2 separate regions of the Anser cygnoides genome follow, and region 1 is linked to region 2. A link is a contact called in public Hi-C data. All regions are on one chromosome and are shown on one strand. The core of a region is the stretch at or near the end of the contact, and the rest is flanking DNA. Distances in the headings are between cores, read along the strand shown. Region 1 holds the start of MYRF (myelin regulatory factor). Region 2 holds the start of LOC106048249 (olfactory receptor-like protein COR4).

Region 1 (6,517 bases), core at 3,216-5,715, 140 kb before region 2:
GGTAGCACAGAGGAGCAGCACGCAGCTTATGTGGCTGACGGCATCCCAGAGGAGCAGCATGCTGTATGGAACGCAAGTCTGAATCCTGCGCCTGCAGAGTCTTTCCTAAGCACTGTCACTTGCCTTGCAGCCCTTGAAATCCAGCTGTGAGCTCTGTGAATTCCTTAATCAGGTCAGTCAATCTGATGAGCTCTTCCCGAGCTCTTCCCGAGCTCATCTGAGGGTTTCCCAAAGTGCCTCGAACCAGTTAGCTGGTGAGATCTGCAAGCTCCCCAGCTCTGCCTGCCAGCACCATCCCGCAAACTAAGCGTTGTAAAACAACCGAGAGAACCCCGGAGCTGAGCCTGGTTCTGTTGCCGACTTGCTGTGAGACCTCTGAAGTCGCAAAAGGATTCGTTCCCAAATGGGGTCTCTGTTAGTGAGTGAGTAGTGATGTCTCCCTGACGCTCCTGCTGCCGGCAGCGAAAGGCCCTTGGCTTTCTGGTGGCCTTGCTCAGCACTGGGGCTCGGGGAGGTGGGGTGCAGGAGGTGGGAGCCTGCGGGGACGTGGCTGGGGCAGAGCACACGGGTGCACAAGGCCAGCGCTGCGTGAGAGGGAGCTTTGTCACCAGCTTTCTGGCTCCCCTCATTGCCTGCATTCCCGTGGCGTTACTAATCGAAGCTGTAGTCTTCGCTTGAAGGTTCTGGATCACCGTGTGATCACACTGAATTCGCTGGCTGGCTCAAAGAAGCATTGTCACACCAGATAAGAGCACCAGCTCTTCCCCAGGGAAGTCAGGTAGGGTCAAGGAGAGAAGTTTCCCCGTCCCCTGGTGCAGCCAAATAACCATGGGAAATACAAGTCCTGCACAGCCCCTGGGGCTGAGCTGACTCCAAGCCCCGAGCAGAGTGCAGGGGAGGCTGCATGGACCATCCCCACATGAAGCCCTTACGCAGCAGCCCCTTTCCCACCCAAACACTATACAAGTACTAATACTGGCAATAATATTGCCTGCTTTCTGCAGCCCTTCTTCGCAGACTTCGAGGGTGACAGTAAATTGGCCATATTACAGTTTCTCTGCTTTTTAAGCCCAGTGGCTACAGCAACCTGTGGAAACGGCACAGGGGCTGCATGTGTAGTGCCTTATCTTCGTTTTTAACCGTGTGCAGTGTGACTAAATCTGAGTCCTGGCTGACATATCCAACAGGAAGCATTCCGAAACTGCGTAGCTAAGGAGGCCACCTGAACACAGTTCACAGGGTCCATGGGGAAGTGTCAGTATGTCCTATTTAGTACATGTAAAATGTGTAGAGTTTGCCCTAATTGTGCCTCCGATAAATGCTGGTGAGGCAGACTAGCACAGGCTAAAGTCAGGGCAGGCACAGCTGCACGCACAGGGCGGTTTCGTAAGCCCACTTCCCAAGAGGACACAAAGGAACAAGGCGCGAAGACTGCTGGTGTACGACCGCTTCGACACGGGCGCACCCCATTGCCCCCTGATTTTTTCTGTGGTGAAATTGAGCACCGTCGCTTCTTGTAACTAGAGTGGGCTCTAAACCAGCTTTGAAACTGATATATCGTGAAGGTGCTAAACCAGTGGGTGTGCGCGCGCCGAGTACGTAACACAGGAACTATTAGTGTGAGGGGCCGAATGTTCCAGCACCTCCAGCATCTCCTTTGGCATCTGATGGCACAGCCGCATCAGGGCACCCCCACGTCTGGTGCCCAAGCGCCCTGCTCCGCTGAACCTCACCTCAGCCGGGCTGCTGGTTCTGGCTCCTGGGGGCTCGTGCCTGCTAACCTGGCCCCCGGGACAGTGGCTCAAGGGAAGGTAATAGGAGACCCAGAAGACTTAGGGCTGTGTCTGAGAAGCTTGATGGGGTGCCGGGGTGTGAGGCAGGGTGGGGGGCACTGCTGAATTATTTTTTTCTTTTCAATTGGACTTTGAAATTTAGCGCTGGAGGGAGCAACAGCCACACCTTCCATGAGTAATATCCCTCCACCCCCTCCTTGGCTCGAGCTCCCGACCAACCACATGGCATAGAGAGAGCAGTGTTTACAGAGAGCGTGACCCGGAGGAAATGAGGAAGGGAGTGTGTGTGTGTATCCGAGGGGGAGAGACGGGGAAACAGGAGGACACGGGCTGAGCGGGAGGGAGAGTGGCAGAGGGGAGGCAGCAAGGAAAGCAGCCCCCTGTGATGGGGGCTGGATTTCTATCCCCTGGTGCTGCTTAGTGTGCAACAACAGTAGATCAAATACCTTTAAGTGTTTCTGGGCTCAAAACTCTCCAGTATTTCTTGGGGGTTGCACGATTACGACCCTGACATGCCAGGGTCGGAGCTCGTTGCAGTGAGGGGCCAGGTGCACTGTCCCGTTTCCAGAAGGGACGAGCCTGAGTGCGTGCCTCGGTGCCATCAGGAGCGCGTGCCCAAACTGTCTTTTCCCTTTAGTTAGGTCCAGGAATGAGACAGCAGTACTCCTTGGGACAGAGATCCAAACATGCAGGAAAAAAACGAAGGTGAGAAGGGCGGACAGCCGATACCTTGAGTGGTCCAGACACAGCAAAGATGGGTGCACCAGCCCTGGGGGGAAGTCTGGTCCAAGGGACTGGGCACTGGCTTGGGATCAGGAGACGTGGCTTGTGTTTCATGGGTTGCCAGCTGGGACTTCTGCCTTCGCCGTGAGAAGTGGGAGTAGCGGTTATTAATCACTGACGCCTCTTACTACTAAGATAATGAAGTGTGTGATACCACGGTAATGGCACCACACAGGTAAAACCACGTTGAGTCTGGGATACTCCGGCTGTGCGCAGTGCGCAAATACCTGGCAAGCTTCGTGCTATTGCCCAAAGACACGGAGTTATTTCAGAAATTATTTCTGAGCCATCGGCCTGCTTGTTCTTATGATAACTCTGTGGTGCGGACAATGGAGCCGAGCATTCGTTTATCTTGCTCCCCCCGTAAGTACACCGGGTATTTGTTGGGAGGCAGCTTGCCGAGGCTGGTAGCTGTTCTGCTGAGTCCCAGTCGCTATTGGGATGCTCTCGGAGGGCTCTCCCAGCTCGGCAGTGGGCTGGGAGCGGGCACGACGGCATCTGGCTGCTCTGCTATGCCCCAGCCTGTGGTGTGGCTGCTGAGGGACAGCAGAGAGGTCACCGAGGTCTGCCTGAAGCCGGTCGCCGCACGGGAATTCACTCCTTGGGGTGGAGAATCCCAGGCAGGGAATGGAGCAGGTGATCCAGAGGGTTACGGATCCGAGGCGGATCGGTCTGAGGGTCATTCGCCTTTCAAGTCTTTGGATCATCTTTGGACTGAACTTCAGGGTCTAATGCCGTATCTGGCAGGGACTTGATCTTCTGCCAGCTCAGCCTGTTTACAGGTTCTCTTGCTGGCTTTGGCAGCCACCAGTGAAGTGACCCAGAATAGCCTTGGCCTTCCCCTGTTGTTTTATTGTGCCTGAGCAGCTGAAGCTCCGGCTCCCTCCTGCCACTCCTGTAAATTATTACAGGAGAGAGGTCCGGGTGATGCTTGGGAACTCACAGGGACATGGAAGAGATGCACGCGAGACGTGAGGGATCCTAAAGGGCCTCCTTTGCATACCCTTATTTACGGCAAGGAGCATCTTACCCTGTGTGTAGCTACTTCTTGTGTGCATAGGAGACTGGAGGTGATCTTTAACATGTATGCCTCCCTCCCAGACGTCCTGGCAAGCTCAGGGGCAGGAGAGGAACCCAGTCACTAGTTAGCCCTGGCTGCATTTGGAGCTGGTGGGGTCCTTCGTTAGATCCAGGAGCATTTAATTCTGAGGTCTAATACCTGGTAGGGCCTAGTGCCTGGCCTGGCCCCGAGCAGATGTGGGTCTGGCCGGGCTGGCCCTCGGGCTCCACGGCGAGAATAAACTTCGACACAGAAAATGTTTTGCTTCCTTCCCACGCAGCTTGTGCCCGAAGATGGGGGGATGTGAGTGCGTGTGCCCAGGAACAAGGGCCGTGGGGTAACGGAGAATAACAATTGTCTTAATGGAAAGAGGGAGAGAGAAGAAAAAAGGGCTGTTGAGCTCTTTCTTTCCATCCCTGAAATAATAGACCTATTACTCTCCCCAAACCTCAGCCCCCCTCCCCTCCCCAGAGAAGAATTGGTCACTGCACAGCTGTGGGAGCGAGAAAAATATATTTATATATGTAAGAGAATCTGCCCTTCTGAATTGGTTTGTGGGGACGGACAAAACCGCATTGTGCGCTTTATCTGCCCAGAAGAGAATGGCCCCACAGTCTGCGCCTGGCAGGGGCCCGGCGTTTGGTTAACTGCGCTCGGACAACTGTGACTTCATTTACGCCCCGCGCCCCGGCTCCGCTCGCCGGCCGCCCCCCGGCCGCCGTGGGGCCGCCCCCGGGCTGCGCTGCCCGCCGGGGCCGCCAGGGGGGCGCCGGGCGGCGGGGGCGGAGCGGGGCCGGGGCCGGGGCCGGGGCCGGGGCCGGAGGGAGGGAGGCGGAGCGCGGCGCCGCAGCCCCGAGCCCGAGCCCGGGCCGGCCGGTGGGCAGCGGCGGCCGCGCTGGGCGCCGGCGGCTCCGGGAGCCCTGCGGAGCGCTGCGGAGCGGCCCCGGGGGATGCCCCGCGGCGGACAGTAGCCCGGCCGCCCGGTGCATGGCACAGCTATGGAGGTGGTGGACGAGACGGAGGCTCTGCAGCGCTTCTTTGAAGGTAAGCGGAGCCCCGGGGCAGGTCCGAGCCGCCTGGGCAGCTCCCGGCCCGGCTCGCATCCTCCGGGCCCCGCGGAGCCGCCCCGGGGCTGGCAGCGCTGCGCTCTCCGCCCGCTGCCCCGCGGGGACCGTCCCCGTGCCTCGGGCCGGGCTCCTGGCAGCCACTTCGGCGCAGGGGTCGCGGCTCCTGGCCGCCCCCGGCTCGCCTCGGGGCCGAGTTTCTGCCCACTCGTGTTCCCCACGCACTGCGGCCGCCGGGACGGGCTCCCCGCTGCCAGCTTCAGCGGGGACGTCGCCCGTCTTCGGCACCCGTCGGGGGGGGCTGGCAGAGGACCCCGCAACAGCCGGTGCCTCAACCGGTGTCTGTAGGGCTCTGCTGTCCGCCCGCAGCCCGGACCCCGTCACAGAGCGCAGCCTCCTTCACGTGAGTGCGAACTGGAGGCAGCTTTTACCAAAGCCCGGGGTGGAAAAGTGATTGCTAAGAGAATTTGTCACGCAGGGGTGAGACGTGGTTGCTCGCAGCAGCTGGGGAGTCCGTAGGGCTGAGCCGTGCTGCTGGGGAGGCGCTGGGACCCTCCTGCCCTTTCTTGTCCCTCCCTTGGCTCAGCGCAGCTTCTCCCTGGGCCGGTTTTGTTGGCACGTTCCTCTCTTCCTGGTTGACCCTCGTTGCTTCTCTTCCCCGCTCACTGTCTTTGTTTCTGTCTTTCTGGTGCTGCGCCCCACGCCGCGTGCCCCTTGTTCTCTGGTGGGCCCGTTCCCAGGAGGACGTTTTGGTTGTGTGGGCCGTGGGCCTGTCGAGGGGCGACAACACACCCGTCCCGGCGAGGCTTCATTGCATCAACAGGTCCCGGTGCTGGTGGCAGCACGGCCTGTGGCTCGGCCCGCGGTCGGCAGAGAGCTGTCTGCATGCATGGGTCAGGTCTGGAGCATGGGACTCCCCCAGGGGTCCTTGTGCTGTGCTTTGGCTGCAGGGGCGCTGGGCAGTGTGCTGCCTGCGCTCGCTCCGCTCCACCGGGGTGGGAGCACCACAGCCCCTTCGTTTTTCTGGCTGGCCAAAGGACTGGACCCGTGGAGGAAGAGGAAGGTGCGCCACAAGCAGAAGATGCTCTCAGGAGAAGCTGGGACTGAGCCGTGGCTCGAGCTGCTTACCTCTGGCTTTCCCCTCTCCTAGTGTCCGTGTCCTCAGTAATGCGTCCCCTCAGAGGCCGAAGCATCCCCTCTTTGTTCCAGCCGTGGTTCTGGGTTCCTGGGAGCGACAGGATTAGCGAGGACGGAAGCCTCGCCACGCGGGTTCTTATCATGTGCTCCCCGCCTGTTTTCTCCTCAGCCTTCAGGGGGCTCGTTTTGTTTTGGGGTTGCCGCTGGGACCAAGCTCCTAACCCTGCCCACCCACCTGCTGTCCTCGGCGCACCGTGCGCCTCCCCAGCACCCCACGCAGCCCTCGCTCAGCACCCCAACATCATCCACAGGCATTAGGCTTCAGCCGTTTGCCTCTTGTTTTTGCTTGTAAAAGTGGAATTTCGTTCTCTCCCAGAGCATCTTTACTTAGGCTGGAGGGCTTCTTTCTTTTTCTGTCCATCTGGCTTTCTTTCCAGGTGCTCTAGGTGACCCTGCTTGAGCAGGAAGGTTGGACGAGATGGCCTCAGGAGGTCCCTGCCAGCCTCAACTATCCTGGGACTCTTCTTCTCTTTCTCTTTCCTTCTTTCTCTTTGTTATATTTGTCTTTCTCTCTTTGATTTTCTCCTTCTTTCTGTCGTTCTAGTTCTCTGTCTTTCTCCTTCTTGAACCAAAAGCATCTTGTCTATGTAAAAACAGAGAGTGAGGAAAACCAGGGCTGA
Region 2 (5,915 bases), core at 1,246-3,745:
TGATTTAATCCAGATAAGCAGCCTCTGCCCTGCCGCACCGCCAACCCAAACTATTGCATGGCCCTAGGGTATCACCAGAGCTCCAGGCGTCACCACAGTCCTTACAGATGGTATGGTATGGCTGAGGTGAAACCCAAACTGGAGCATTTGTTTTTTTTTTTTTTTTTTTCATGCACACAGTGAGGCAGCACCGGCTTGTGCATCGTCTGCAGGAAAGCAGCAGGAGAGGCTTCAGGGCAGGCATCAGCACCAGTCCAGGCTGGCATGGGTGCAAAACTTTGGGTGGTTTGGGGCCTGAAGGAGAAGAGCACCATGGTTCCCATGAGCTATTGTGGGCAGGGTACCATGGGGACCATGCCTTGTCTCACTGTCCACGTGAAGACCAAAGGCAAAGGAGTGGAGCAGTGGGCAGGGGCTGTTTGGTAGCACCTACCCTTGGAGGGAGCCCTTGCTGCAGTACACAAATGCTTTGCATGCGTGCCTTCATTCACAACAGAGGTCACCTGACCACCATACTTAATTTTTTATCTGTTAATCATTGAATGAGATTTGAGTATAAACAAGGAAAAACATTTCCCACGTAGCATACCAGTTAGTTGCTGTCATCTTTCTTTTTCTTGACAAAGGTGTTTCCGTCCTGAGGCCAGCTTTGCTGGCCCTTAACGACTTTACAACACTTCCTTGAAAGAGAGCTAGATTTCCTGGAACAACATGATTCACCTCGTTTGCCCCGATGTGCTGAGCAGAAGGGACAGCCTATGCTGCTCACTGTGAGAAAAACACCTTATTTAACCAAAAAACTGAGCACGTCACTCACATCTTTATTCTGCTTAGCCATACATGTACAACATACAATATCTTTTCATTTTTGTGAGTCTCCTCAAAGCGTCCTTCACCTCCTGGTTCCTCAGGCTGTAGGTCAAGGGGTTCAGCATGGGGGTCACCACGGTGTAGAGCACTGCTGCATGCTTATCATCCCTTGAGCTGGCCTTTAGGTACATAAAGATTGATGTCCCGTAGAAGATGCTCACAACAGTCAGGTGGGAGGCGCAAGTAGAGAAGGCTTTGCACTTGCCCTCGGCTGAGCGGATGCTCAGGATGGTGGAGATGATGGCGATGTAGGAGAGCAGCACAACAAGGCCGCTGGAGACGCCGAATAGAGATGCTAAAATCCTTAGTATAATTTGGTTGAGGGTAGTGTCAGAGGTAGAGAGCGATATCAGAGGGGAAATGTCACAGAAGAAGTGCTCGATGATGCTGGAGCTGCAGAAGGATAAACGCAACATGCCAATGGTCTGCCCCATGCCATTTGTCAGCCCCATGAGGTACGAGCAGGTCACCAGCTGGAAACAGCATTTTGGGGACATGGTGACCGAATACAGCAGGGGATAGCAAATGGCCACGTAGCGGTCATACGCCATCATGGCCAGCAGGAAGCCCTCAGTCACCCCCAAAAGGTCGAAAATGAACACCTGAGCTACACACCCAGCGTAAGTAATGCACTTCTTCTCCGACAGAAAGTCAGCCAGCATCTTGGGGGCGATAGCGGTGGAAGAACAGAGGTCTACAAAAGCCAGATTGCCCAGGAAATAATACATGGGGATGTGGAGCCGCGGGCTGGCCATGATTAACACGAGCATCCCCAGGTTCGCCAGGATGGTGACAATATAGATGAGCAGAAACAGCAGGAAGAGGGCAGTCTGAGCCCCGGGGTCGTCGGCGAGCCCTGTTAGACTGAACGCGGTCACTCGGGTGCAGTTACTTCCTGCCATTAGCTCAACGCACGCTTTCTGCGTGAAGCACGATCGTGATCTCCTTGCTGGCAGTTTCTTCTGCTACAGGCAGGTATCTCCCAGGCAAAAAGCCCTCTCCCCAGTGGGCCCTGTTTGGAGACAAGACCTAAAGGAAGATTTCAGGCACGGATCAATTAGAGACAGCTTGCCGAGAGACATAACGCCGCGTGGGTAACACAAACAGGGTGCTGCAAAACCCAAACTCTGCTTGAGCTGCACAGCACGGCTGGCGCTCACTCTGAGGCCATCCCACTCGAGCTGAAACAGGGACAAATGCAGTGAAAGGCAGAGAAACACAGTGCTCTTACAGTGTGGCACCAATTATTCACCCTTGCTCTCTTAGGCACATGCCACCCACCTGCTTCTTCCTTCTTTGCTGGGATTTCTTCTTAACTGTGAGCCCTGGGGACACAGAGGTTTGTCTTGGCTTCCTGATAGCCTCTTTTAGCTATAATTTTTTTTTTCTGGTTCTCTCTCCTGTTTTTAGAGAAATGGGGATTTTTCTAGAGCAACAGTCAACCCCAAAAGCTGAACAATCCCGCCTTGAAAATACTTTTTGGGGAAAAAAAAAAAAAAAAAACACCCTTTCAACCTGCCCCCTGCCTTAGGGAGTGAGCTCCATGGGTGTTCTTTACAGGAAAGCTTCTGGTCCCCATCCAGCAGCCCTTCGTGGCCAGTGGGCAGAGGAAGCCCCCCGAGCGTGCCCTCCTCTCTCCCATGGAAAGCAAAGGCAAGGCTCAAAGAACAAAAATGAGCATACGATGCTTTGCCCAGCTGAGCCACACCAGCAGTGCCCACAACCTCCCTGTCCCACAGCCATGCACGGACGCTCACAGCGCAGGTGCCCGGCGGTGAGGGACACAAAACCCACACGCGTGTCCTTATCGCTTGCCCTCTCTGAGCTCTTTCCTTCTTGCAAGAGAAAACTGGGTGAGATGGGCGCTGCGAGGCTCACTCACATTTCGGAGGTGTCTCCTTCTGCTTCCCTGGTGAGGATCTCGGGGATGGACACAAAGACATGCCTGCCCGAGGCTCTGCGGGGCAGCTGGGTATCTAACCACCATCAGCGAACGCCCCCACTATCACGTCACCCAGGGATTTGGGGGCCGAGAGCCCCAGGAGAGGGGCAAAGCCCAAAGCAGGTCATTATCCTATCTCTGCGCACCTTGGCTTGGAGAAGCAGTGTACCCAGAGGAGATGGCAAGATCAAGGGGGCTTCGGGCTCTCATTAAAGCAAACCCCAGACCACCACGCGGCCGGCCATGTCCGCTGCTTAAACACCCCAAAGGTCACAACAGCTTCACCAGTGTGCAGATTGACGTTATCACGACAGGGAGCTGGGCACGGGCGACAGAACACTTTTCCACCTATCTTCAGCTCCCTGTATGCACGCCAATAGCTTGCAAATTTAGCTACGAGGAGCCGGTGGGAGATGGTGGTGACCTCGCTAAAGCCGAAGCAAATATCCCCCACTGCTCTCCTTATTGCCCACAGGGCCACCACCTCGACATCCAAGCCACCCGGGTGGGTTGGGTGTGATTTCCCCTCTGTAAGTCCACGTTGGCTCCTCGTTGCCACCTTCTTGTCCTTCCTCTGCCTGCAAAGGGTTTCCAGGATGGTTCCTTCCGTGACCCTGCAGAGGCTGTGCGCAGCCCTTCTACGCTCCGTGATGCTTGGGGTCACGCCTGGCTTCGTGGCGAGGAGAAGCTGTGCCAAGTGGGGTCAGGTTAGGCAAGTACCAGGCCCAGATGTACCACCTTGAGAACCTCGGGCTGTAGGAAGCCCCCTGCGGGGCACCAGTGGGCAAGCACCCAAGTGCCAGCGGAATCTCTGCATTCATGGCCCCAAAATAGGAGGCTTGCAGCCCTGGGAAGGAAGAAGTGAAACTGAATGATGCTGACACCCCGAAGCAGCCACTTTCACAAGCCTTGTGGTTTTTTTAAGCCAACCACCCCATTTTCTGGCATCTGGAGGCCTCTCTCCCAAGGAGCAGCTGCTAAAAGCCAGGTTTGCTGCACGGTGTCCAACCCCCCAGTCCCAAAACCCCCTGCTGATGGTGACTGGAGAGGTTATCTTGGGCAGCCTTTGCTGAAAACCAGGGGAAAGCAGAAAAATCGGCTGCGGGGGCCACGACACCGTGGCTCAGCCGTGCCGAGCCCCTGCCTCTGCTGTCACATCGCCGCTCGCACCTCCTCATCTCCCGCTCGATGCCGGCCCACGGCTGACAGCGGGAGATGGATGGGGCCGAGCCAGCGCCGCAGGGGATGCAGGCGGGGCGGTGATGGATGGGGGGGCTCAGAGAGGTGGTGCCCCCCACACACAGTCTGCTCCGGTCCCGCTCCCCAAAACCCGGTGCTTCTGGGGTGCTGATCCCAAAGGCGGCGTCACCGTCACCCCAGCTGTGTTAGGGGCCCCATGGCATTTGGGGACTCGCCCCCACTCTGTAGCACCGGTCACATCCCCGCACCTGCTCCTTCCCCAGCCCTGGGTACCCCCAGACCCAGCTGAGGGTCCCAAAGCCACCGCTCATCCCTCGTCCATCACCGTCGCATCAAGGCGCGAAGGCAGCGTGGGAGGGGGGGGGCTGTGCTCCCACCGCCCCCGAGGCCCCGCTGCTGCTCCAGCCCCCTCGTCTCCACCCCCGAGCAGGGGGATAAAACCCCCTCGGTGTGCTGGGGGGGCTGCAGTCCGGAGCTGGTGGAGCCGCGGCCGCATCCTGCCCACCCATGACAGGTAAAACCCACCCGTGGCACAGCCGTGCCAGGGTCCCTGCATGGTCCCCGCGACGCTCAGCCAAGGGGTGCACTCGGTCTATTCAGGGTGCCGGCTGCCCCACACGCTGCAGGGCAGGCGCGTGGTCCAAACCACATAATTGTGGGGCGGCGGTGGGGTGGGGGGATGAAGCCATGCCATGCCATGCTGGGGACCCCTCAGCCCTCCCCGTGAAAGAGGCTGGGGGTGCATGGGGTCATTTCCCAAAGAGGGGGTGCAGGAACCACAGCGCCCATCGCCCCCCAACCCCGCAGCCTTCCTGGCCATGCCGGGCGAGGGCCCCCCCTCAGGCGCCATCCCTGGGTGGGCGTGCGAGGGGCCGGGGGCCGGCGGCAAGAACCGGCGCGTGTGCCACGCTGCGGCACGGCTGGAGATGGGCAGCCTCTGGGAGGAGTTCAACCGCCTGGGCACCGAGATGATCGTCACCAAGGCAGGCAGGTAGGTGGTGAGGAAGGGTGCGGGGGGGTCCCAGGGCAGAGGGCGCCCCCACAGCCTTCCCCTCCCCGCAGGAGGATGTTCCCCACCTTCCAGGTGAAGCTGTCGGGGCTGGACCCGTCGGCCGACTACGTCCTGCTGATGGACTTCGTCCCGCTGGATGACAAGAGATACAGGTGGGGATGGGGAGGGCTGGGGGCACGGGGGCCGCGTCCCGGTGGTGCTGAGCCCCCCCCCGGCCCCGCAGGTACGCCTTCCACAGCTCCTCCTGGCTGGTGGCCGGCCGTGCCGACCCGGCGGCCCCCGGCCGCGTCCACTTCCACCCCGACTCGCCCGCCAAGGGGGCCCAGTGGATGCGGCAGATCGTCTCCTTCGACAAGCTCAAGCTCACCAACAACCTCCTGGACGACAACGGCCACGTGAGGACATGCCGGGGGGGGGGGGGGGCACACGGCGGCGGGGGGGTGGCGAGGAAGGGGGATGCCCACCGCCCGTCCCCTGTGTCCCCCCCCAGATCATCCTCAACTCCATGCACCGCTACCAGCCCCGCTTCCACGTGGTGCTGGTGGACCCCCGGCGCGACAGCGAGCGCTTCGCCCATGAGAACTTCAAGTCCTTCAGCTTCCCCGAGACCCAGTTCATGGCGGTGACGGCTTACCAGAACCACCGGGTGAGCTGGGGCCAGGGGCGGGGGGAGGACACAAGGGGGTGCCCCCCACCCCACGCCCCGTGACCCCCCGATCCCCGCAGATCACCCAGCTGAAGATCGCCAGCAACCCCTTCGCCAAGGGCTTTCGGGATGGGGAGCCCGAGCCATGGTAAGACCCTGGGTGCTGCCATGATGCCACGGTGATGGGCTCCGTGCTGCCTGCCCTGAGCCACCCCCATCTCTCTTGCAGGTGTGGGGGCACGCTG

What was found. A called contact is a pair of places that touch in the nucleus more often than the background predicts.
Region 1: a Hi-C map of liver shows a contact between it and region 2, with 1.8 times the contacts expected there. The contact joins the promoter of MYRF here to the promoter of LOC106048249 in region 2. A contact is called at or near these places in 2 of 7 Hi-C or Micro-C datasets (both in liver).

Annotation. Positions count from the first base shown.
Region 1 is chr5:36,407,977-36,414,493 of Taihu_goose_T2T_genome, reverse strand. It overlaps MYRF (myelin regulatory factor), which reads left to right and starts at 4,465. Exons shown (of 26, transcript XM_066998806.1): 1 at 4,465-4,680. The coding sequence starts at 4,635.
Region 2 is chr5:36,265,823-36,271,737 of Taihu_goose_T2T_genome, reverse strand. It overlaps LOC106048249 (olfactory receptor-like protein COR4), which reads right to left and starts at 2,495. Exons shown (of 1, transcript XM_066998881.1): 1 at 694-2,495. The coding sequence starts at 1,772. The coding sequence ends at 831. TBX10 (T-box transcription factor 10) reads left to right here and starts at 4,831. Exons shown (of 6, transcript XM_048053128.2): 1 at 4,831-5,003; 2 at 5,075-5,176; 3 at 5,248-5,419; 4 at 5,515-5,670; 5 at 5,751-5,818; 6 at 5,900-5,915. The coding sequence starts at 4,831.